Regions from separate parts of the Ovis aries genome. Here region 2 is linked to region 1. Evidence: chromatin contacts called from public Hi-C data. All regions are on one chromosome and are shown on one strand. The core of a region is the stretch at or near the end of the contact, and the rest is flanking DNA. Distances in the headings are between cores, read along the strand shown.

The links. A called contact is a pair of places that touch in the nucleus more often than the background predicts.
Region 2: a contact with region 1 is called in a Hi-C map of skin fibroblasts, with 4 times the contacts expected there. The contact joins two enhancer-like sites. A contact is called at or near these places in 4 of 16 Hi-C or Micro-C datasets (blood, liver, skin fibroblasts and 1 more).

Annotation. Positions count from the first base shown.
Region 1 is chr15:56,666,073-56,670,970 of ARS-UI_Ramb_v3.0, forward strand. No RefSeq gene overlaps it. Among named protein-coding and RNA genes, the nearest start is that of BBOX1, 140 kb to the left of the region's middle. Within about 2 kb of position 2,864, at least 12 of the 54 cell types and tissues checked have an H3K27ac peak or open chromatin away from gene starts, as enhancers often do.
Region 2 is chr15:56,941,980-56,946,521 of ARS-UI_Ramb_v3.0, forward strand. All of the region lies in intron 1 of LGR4 (leucine rich repeat containing G protein-coupled receptor 4), which reads right to left. Among named protein-coding and RNA genes, the nearest start is that of LGR4, 4.2 kb to the right of the region's middle. Within about 2 kb of position 2,367, at least 5 of the 54 cell types and tissues checked have an H3K27ac peak or open chromatin away from gene starts, as enhancers often do.

The DNA.
Region 1 (4,898 bases), core at 1,614-4,113:
TGTGAGGTCAAGGGCTTCCCAAGAAGGTAAAGCCAGAGTGAAAGGCTCCTATCAAGCCCACTTTGCTCCCACTGACTTGCAGTAGCAGAATAATGGCCCCCACAGAGATGTCAATGTTCTAAGCCTCAGAATCTGTGAATATGTTGCCTTGCATGGCAAAAGGGTATAACAAAGTTTATGGCTATGATGAAGTTTATAGATGAGATGAAGTTAAGGACCCTGAGATGGGGAGATTACCCAGGATTATCCACTGGGCCCACTCTAATCACCTAGGACCTTAAAAGTGAAAAATCTTTCCCAGCTGTGGTCAGAGGGAGCTGTGGTTATGGGAGGATGGTCAGAGAGAGGCCACAGTGCTAGCTTTGAAGACAGGAAGGGCTGTGAGCCAGGAACTGTTCACCTCTCCAGGCTTTCCATGGCTGTAGCCCTGCCAACACCTTGATTTTCACCTAGTGAGACTCCTCTGACTTCTCACCCACAGACCTGTAAAATACTCAGCTCACTTGGTGTTAAGCCACTAACTTAGTGGTGGTGACTTATGACAACACCAAAACCTTGGTGTCCTCCTGCTTCAGCCAGAGCCTCTCCAGTATTACATTTTTGAGATCAGACTTTAGTGTGATATTTCTTTGGGGAAATAAAACAAAGGAGACATTTCCTGATTTTTATTTTTGAAAGTTGAAAACAAATTCCTTTCCCTGCTCCCCCACCTCTCTCTCTCCCTCTCTTTAAAAAGAGAAATGTTGGTGCCCAAAGAGAGGACATGCTTTGTCCAAGGTCACACAATGACAGGGCAGCTGGCCCAGGGTTTACTCTACTACTGCCCTAGTGAGAGCTCAGTGATCTCCTCCTCTGGACCAGGGCTGCACCTGTGGGCTCTGCCAGCTGATGTGGCAGAAAATGTTTGATTTAAAAAAAAAGCTTCTGCCACTCAACCATTCAGGCAGGATGAATCAGGCACTGTACCCAGCATCAGCAATGAAGGAGTGAATGCAACCCAGCCCCACTGCTGGGAAACCCAGAGTTCCACTACCAAGAGATATGCAGAGTGTGAAGGAACACAGAGAAAAGCTATCGAGCCCAGCCTGGGAGCTGGCAAAGGCTTTCCAGTGGAAGTGACACCTCAGCTAAAGCTGGAAGGGTGACTAGAGGTTGACCAGACACCGAAGGGAAAGAAGAGTGTTCTCTGCAGGATAGTGGTGCATAGGTGTCAAGAGGAGAGAGGGGCAGCTTCCGTGAGTTGAGTGTGTATGAAATACAGGAGTCAAAGAGAAGCAAGTGGGGAAACGTGAGACTGAAGAATTAAATACCTTGGAGTGAGCACAAAAGGCCTTGTGAGCTTAGTTAAATGATCACCTGGCTTTACCTTCAATGAAAGCCCATTCCTCAGTGACAATGGGAAGCCATGGATGATCTCCCAGTGCTGATGCAGAAAGACACGATACATAGGACTGGGACTGAGAAGGGACACAATAACTTCCTGTTGACTCTGAATTCAGCGTGGTGATGGGTATGATCAAGGAGTGTGCAGAGTGCAACAGGAGCAGGGAGAAAGATCTGGGACTCTGCCTGGGGAGGCTGGGAAGGTTCACAGAGGATGAGAATAGCAAAGGGCATGTTAAGGGATGTTGTTTTTCTCTGCAATCTTCTATGAGCACCCTCTAATTCTCTGGGATACATCACATCCCTGTAGATCTTCTTGCCTTGAAAATTCTACTTATTCACACCTCTATCCTTGTTTTTTTTTTTTTTAATTTTATATTAATGATGTGTCTTCATAGTATAATGTTTAAGTAGCTTTCTAAGGGTATATGGTAGAAACCATTCCCTGCCTTCAATAAATTTCTTCCTTGACAACAAACAGGCAAGACAGCAAAGTGTCCAGGCTTTTGGGGTTGAATCATAATGTCTAAGTCATTCATGGCTGTTCATTAACAGTTTCATTTTACCAGTCTGCCTTGCAGCTAAGGGTGGACGGACACATGACCCAATTCTGATTAATAGTGTTCTGATCAATTATATATAAGTGTAAGTCAGCTGGGAGGGCTTCTGTGATACTTTTGTCCCTTCATTGATAAAATGGCATAGTCATTCCAAGGAAAGGACCCTTTGCCTCTCTACACCCCTCCTATCAGCTTTCTATTTTTGAATACTGTTGTGATATCTAGGAATATGGTAGCCATCTTGCAGCCATGGGGAAACCAGGAGAATCAATGACCCACATATGTATGGAGAATGGAAATGTTCCTGGCATCTTGATGACATTGTTGTGCTAAAGCTCTCACTTTAGAGTACGTACTTCCAGTCTTCGTATTACAGAAGATAGTTTACCATCTTTATGGCTTAGGCACTATCAGTCAGATTTATTGTTACTTGTAACCAAATATATCCTAAATTATATAATTGTTTCCAAGAAGAGAATCATGTTTCTTCTCATTGGAATTATGAGACTCTAAGGCTATTAACAAAGTGGTAGTCTATGGCCAACTAGCCACACGAAGAAACAAGATAACCACTGGAACGGCAAAGCTTCCTTCCTCCATTCCTTCCTTCCCAGTGACAATTCTTCCTTGGCTGGGAGGAGATATCTGATTTCATAGCTTTCAAGAGCACCCATTGCTTTATTGCCCTTTGCCTTTGGCAAGGTTCATGGTGGTCCCTTTGGAGGGCCTGGCTGGTTAGGAAAGTTTGACTTGTCAAAAATCAGAATCAGGTTTGGTTTTTTTTTTTTTGGCAACTGCAAAGGTAAGCTGTCACCAGTCCTGTCAACAGTCACAGCAGAAAGAGGGCTATTTATTCATCTACGACCTTCATGAGTCACAGTCTAAACATTCTATGAACCCTCCTCTGGCAAGTCATACCCTGCCCTGATCTCTGGAGAGAGTGCTTCCCACCCAGCACCACTTCAACACAACAGACTCTCGGCTTTTGGCTGTCTAATCTTGGCACCGCACAAGTGGTCATGTTATTAATGACTCTGAGTCACCATATAGGGCATTCCATCTGGAATGTATGTACTATTTAATGAGTAGGAGGAGGATGGAGGTCTACTCTGTCCCAGGCAAAATGTGAGGTTTCTCGTGGCTCTGCTGCCTCACTGTATCCCCTTTAAAATGCAATCCTAATATTTGCGTGTCTATAAATTGGTTCAATTTTTTTGAGAGCAATCTGAAGTAAGCCTCCCTCTATTTCCCTCCCTGTCTTCTAGACCCCCTTTCCCGTGTCCCTTCCCTGGAGACAATCGCTATTAATCACTTTTAGACATCCTGCCGAGACATTTTCCTCCTCTCCTTTGTCTTATTACTCCCTCCTCCCTCCGTATCCTCCCACCCTCTCTCTCCCTCTCTCATTCTCACTCTCTATGTGTGTGTATCATATACACACACACACACATAAATGTATATGCACACTTTTTTTCTTTTACACTGGTGAAAGTCAGCTTTATACACTGTTCGCTGACTTGCTATGTTCCCTTATATTCACTTATCAATACTTTCTGGAGATCATTCCACACCATTTCATACAGGACCTTCTCATTCTGTGAATGTCTGCACATCACTCCACTGTAGACTGTAATACATTCAGCCAGATTCCTAACTGATAGACTTTAGATTTTTTTCCCCTAGTCTTTGTTAATGTTTCAATCAATGTCTTTTCACAACTGTCTTATTGTGAGAACATTTCTGAGGGATTAATTCTTGGACATGAAGTTTCTGAATCACAGTATATGCATTTAAATTTTTGGTTGATAGTAATACATTTTTATCCAAATATGGAGCTAATTTATACCTTATCAAGAATGTATGAGACCTTGAAATTATTACGTTAAGTAAAAGAAACAGGAAACCAAAAGGCCACATGTTACATAAGTCCATTTATAATGAAATGGCCAGCATAGGTAAATCCTTAGAGATAGAAAGTAGATTACTAGCTGCAAGGGGCTAGGGGGAGAGAACAGTAAGGAGTGACTAATAGGTACAAGTCTTCTTTTGGGACTGATGAAAATGTTCTGAACTTACATAGTGGTGACAATTGTGCAATCTACTAAAATCCACTGAATTGTATCCTATGTAATGAATTGCATGTGAATTATCTCAATAAAGCCATTATTTTTAGAAAAGAGTAATCTGGAAATAATGCATATTTTTAAACATTGTAATAAGGAAAATATTCATGCCTTTAAAAAATACAATCCTGTCCTTGTATGGCAAAGGTTCAAGTCTCTCCACCTCTTGGTGACCCCCTCTTTTAAACATCTTCTTGTTTGTCAACGTCAATTAGAATTCAAAAAATTTAACCATACCCAGGTTAAATTACAGTTCTGCCCACCCCTAAGGGTGAAGGAGATGGTAGGAAGAAACTGAGACCTTTTTTAAATTTTAGACATGAGTCTTTAATTAGAATTTTTCAAATTATTTCAAATTTCTGCTCAATCTCCATTTATACAGTGAATTTAACTATCCCCTTTGAAGTAAGAAAATGTCCAAGCCTTGATGACACAATTCATGGAAATTTCACTTATCAACGCCTCACAAGTGTCGGCATAGTTCAGTAGTTACTTCTGTCAGGAGGTCTTCCCTGATCTCATTAGATAGTGCTCCATTTATGAGTTCCTGTAGCACCTGCTGCTTCCCTGATGAGAGTGCTTATCATATCGATAATTGCCTATTCTAATATCAATCACCCTTATGGAATTTGAAAGGTCTGTGAAAGCAGGGTCTATCTCATATCACTACCATCTAGAACATTCCCTGACACATAGTAGGCACCTCGAGTCATACAAATTGAGTGAATGAGGTAGAGGGAAGGAAGAACCTTCCATAGCCAGGCAGATACGAAAACTAGCCCTCAGGCCCTAAACTTAGAAAAGAGAATGGGGAACTAGACTGACCACAAAG
Region 2 (4,542 bases), core at 1,117-3,616, 280 kb after region 1:
GTTCTTTTAACTAGTAAAATATGTAACTATCAAAACATACTTTAGAGACTAAAAACAACCACCCAGAGTTTTAACTGCCTGTACAGGACACACAATATTTCTATACATTTGCTAAAAACAGTCCCAGCCATATACAAAGTTTAATAACAAATATTTGTCTATGGGTGGGTGATTTCAGAGTACACTGCAAAATAACCACATCTTGCCTTTTAAAGAGGGTATTTGAGTAGTAACTGGCTCAAGTCTTTAGAAAGTTGACATGTTACTAAATGTATATGAACTAGAAAATCATTTCTAAACTCAGTTTTGAATTCATTCAGTTTCAGACAATAGAACGGATACCTGGCCTGCTGTCTGCCCATCAAGTGTTGAAACACAAAAGAAATATCTGGGAAGGCAAACAAATTAGTTATTGTGTAAGAGTACTGACTTGTTAAATGCCTTAACTGTTTTTTCTTCACTGACAGACTTTAAAGCTAAAGTATTTTATTATCCTCAATGAACCTTTCGAAAAACTACACTTCACTGAACAAAACTGGGGGGAACAGAGGCAAAAATTAGCCATACCCTTGTCTATATAGGAAAACAAGCTTTTGCCATTGCCGAAAACTTCAAGGCTGCAGGAGGCAATTAAAGAGCAAGCTAGATAATACATTTCTAAAGTCAAAACCTTGATCTCTAGTTTAAAAAAAATGAAAAGAAAAGCTGTCTTATCAAATTACATTAGTTACATTTTTCAGAGTTAAGGGCACATTGGGGAGGGTTTAACTTTTAACCCAGGTATACTGATAAATACTGAGCTTTTATGGAAATATATCTTTTTTTTTTAAAGAGAAAAGGTGAGAAACAGTCTTGGAAAAATGTCAAAGAGTCACTAAAAGAGCCTTACAACTTGCTAGACAATCTACACAGATTCAGAGAGACTGAAAGCAGTGAGAGCCATCAGTCACCAATATCCATTATTTCTTAATAAGAAAAATGGGAATAAAAGGATAAATAAGCACAATCAAGGAGACCAAAGACCAAAACACAAACTCGCAGGCTCTCTGTCAGTGCCTCCTTACTATAAAGATGGCTAAAATAAGAATTTGAGAGGTAACCTGACAGAGGCCAAGAAAACGCCCAAACTTGCCTGGATCCACCTCCTAGCACAGAACTTTGATCTTCCCTAAGAGATTAAGTTGTCAAATGTTACCTTACGACTCTAATGGTAAGAGCCAAGTGCCTGGACATTAAATGCTTGTGATACCATAACTGTCATTAGCATTGAGCTGGACTGAGAATCATAAAATAATAGTGGTTACCACAAGCCTTCAGGAGCCCCAGAAGGAGAGTCGGTGGTTTAAATCCTGGGTACAACTCAGACCACACCCAGCACATTGTTGCCTTGTGAGGCAGTGCGTTTCCCAGTCAATGGATACGTTCCAGTAGAGTTGGACAATTGGAGAAGTGTTCTGGGTGGCGGAGAGATTTCAGGATTGAGACACTTACACTACTCTTAACACAAGAGAGAGAATCAGACAAACATATTGGGAAAAAATCAAATCAAATAGAAAGAAAACTCTTGGCAGTAAGAGTTGTTTACTTCCTTATTCTCAGGTGAAGAAACCAAGGCCCTGAAGGGTTAAGTATGTCACCACTCAAGGTCACTTGTGTGATTTACTGACAGATCTGGAAACCAGCTCTCCGTATTCCCAGCAGAATGCTCTTTCCTCTTGAATTGAAAGAAAATCCAGCAGTTCACTAGTTTGTGAAATGAAGGACCTGTACTTAAAGATGTTCATATATTGCCCTTGTTTAGAACAAAGTTCCCTGGTATATAACACAAATACTTCGCTAGAGAGACAGACCACAGAAAAGCTAACAATGAAATTTACAGACAGTAATTCAGACAGCAAGATATCAAGACTTGACCATCAAAAAAGGCATAAACATTTAGCCACTGATTACTGACCTGCCTGGGAATACAACTAACATTAGAGGAAACATAAGAAAATATTTTCAAATAATACTATTAAAAGAAAGGTGCTTGGGATCATGAAAAAAGTACACCTTAGGGAAGAATTTGAGATGATGCTTCCCAAAGAAGAAGAAACAACAGATTATTGTTTAAAACCCTTCAAAGCCCCTCAGGTAACCATCAATTTTATATAGAAAGCTTGCTAACCTGCCTCTGTACAGGGTACGCACACTGTGAAGGCTGGAGAGATTATGACTAATTACATGGAAGTGAGGACGTTGAGTAACTTTTTGTACAGTATCCAAATTACTGAAACAGAGTGATTTTATTTTCCAAGTGTGAAGCCATACCGACAGGAAACAAGCGGGGCTATTCTACCCCAGCAAAGCGCCTTAGCTAGTCAGGCATTCTGTAACAAGTCTCCATGGCAAATTTCCTAACACACACTTCTAAACACAAAGAACTCTTCCTCAGAGTGAGTGGCAATAAATAGGCTTGTGCAACTTCAACTAGAAGGATATTCAGATCCTTCTGGGATCTTTTCACGAAAGCAGCAGAATGCTATAGTCACCTTGCCATCCCAAAACCGTGAAAGGATTATAAAATCATAGAACATCTATCTGGAAGCTACAAGCAGCCTAAACAGGACATAGTGAATCCAATGACTTCATTTTTCAAATGAAAAACTGTCACCCGCCTCCCAAAATAAAAGAGTGACTTGCCCAAGGCCACCCAATTACTGAGTAGTATGGTAAGAACTACTACGGTCAAGGGCTCAAACCTAGTACCCTCTCCACAAAGCCACAGAAACAGCCTTTATAATCCTAAAACTATGCACCAGATATAACCTAGGATGTGGAAATTTGTGTCCCTACAGGTCTCAAATTTTGTGGTTTGGCCACACAAACCAGAGAACATACATTCACAGTCCCTTCCCCACCTCCACGGTGACTTCATCTCTTTATCTCCCCATCAAGAATCTTGGAACACAGGTGATTAAGACAGACCTTATTAGATCTAATAGAGGAATAACCTTGAATCTTTTTGATTAAAAATACACATTGGAATTTTAATACCAGTCAGAGCACTTCCTTTCAAACATCTCAGGGTGATGTGTGACGAGCCATTGCACTGTGACACAGGATGGGGAACTGCTGCTGCGAAATATAAATAATCACTACAGGTGCAGCCGATGCTGTGAACACAAGAATCTCATCAACAATACTGAGGATTAGATCTGATTTTGCCCCTAGACTTGGATAAAGCAGCTTTCGGCAGGAAATAGACACTGTTAGACTGAACAAGTTTAAACGAGCCTAAAGGAGAAGAAGCAGGTAGCCTCCTCACTCTGGGGCCTTCTCAGATCTGGACAAAAGGCTAAATGCTGAGAATGCAGAGTTTGGCAATCCCATGTGGGAATGAGGGCTGAATTCCAATCCCCAATTCTGCCCCTTGGTGTGCCCTGAAGTCCTTATTTATTCACTGCAACATTTTTAAAGTGCTTCCTGGGTACTGGGCTCTGTGCCCTCCACGTTGAATAAAACGAAATCCCTGCTCTGTTGACCAAGAGTTTCCAATGTGGGATGTGTACACCCCTGAGTGAGGTGAAGGCAAGATACCACTGAGGAATGACAAAAAAAAAAAAATACAAGAATTGATTTAAAATTATAGTCTCATCATTTTGATTTCTATTTTGGTGATTACCATTTTACAGATAACTAAATAGGCCTCGGTGCCCATGCTCCAGAAATTAGAAAATCGGTCAATCAAAGTTTGGGGACTCTTGATCTAGTCCCTTGGTGTGTAGCTTAGGCTCACCAAAGCTGTGATGGGATAGTAAATCAGAAGTACTTGCAAAAAGTGCTTGGGTGATTCCAAGATGTCTTGTAAGATCAACTGTGTGTGGGCACCCACCCCTCCCCAATGCGGCTTTTTAAGTCACTGATTTTCCAAAATGCAAATATATTGCCCTTGCGACTCCCTTTACATGCACTGGTCACATAACATACTTTTAAGGTGAAATGGAGAGTGAAATAAGGAGTTGTCAGGTGTATAATACTCTACAGGTCATGAAGAAGAAAATGTAACACAAGTGCCCTCTAACCACAGCTCAGAAAGTGCTACGATGATGCTAGTTTAGGCAATCTGATCTGGACTGGTGCCAATTATCTTCATGTTTCCCAAGCCATCCACAGTCACTTGTGTAAGGCTCAAAGTCAAAAACAGAACATTGTTGAATTCTAAAGAAAGATGTCTGATGCTCTATAGCAAGGAGTGCACTCTCATAAAAATGTGATATTTCTTTGTGCTTTTTAGGTAATAATGTAAAACAGCCCTTTTCCTTACAGAGCAGGCAAGACTAGTCACTAAAACTCAAGGAATCTGCTCAACAAGGTCTTTTCAACTGCTTTTCTCTCTGGGGCTTGAAAGAAGTGTCAGGAAAAGGCACCTCTTCTGCAATGAATTCCCTAAAAGTTTAAAGAGGTCTTGGGGGGAAAAAATAGTCCCATCCCCTCTACCTAGTCTTCTTCCCTTCTGGTTCCCCACTCCCGCCCCAACTTTTCCACATAATGTATCTTTTG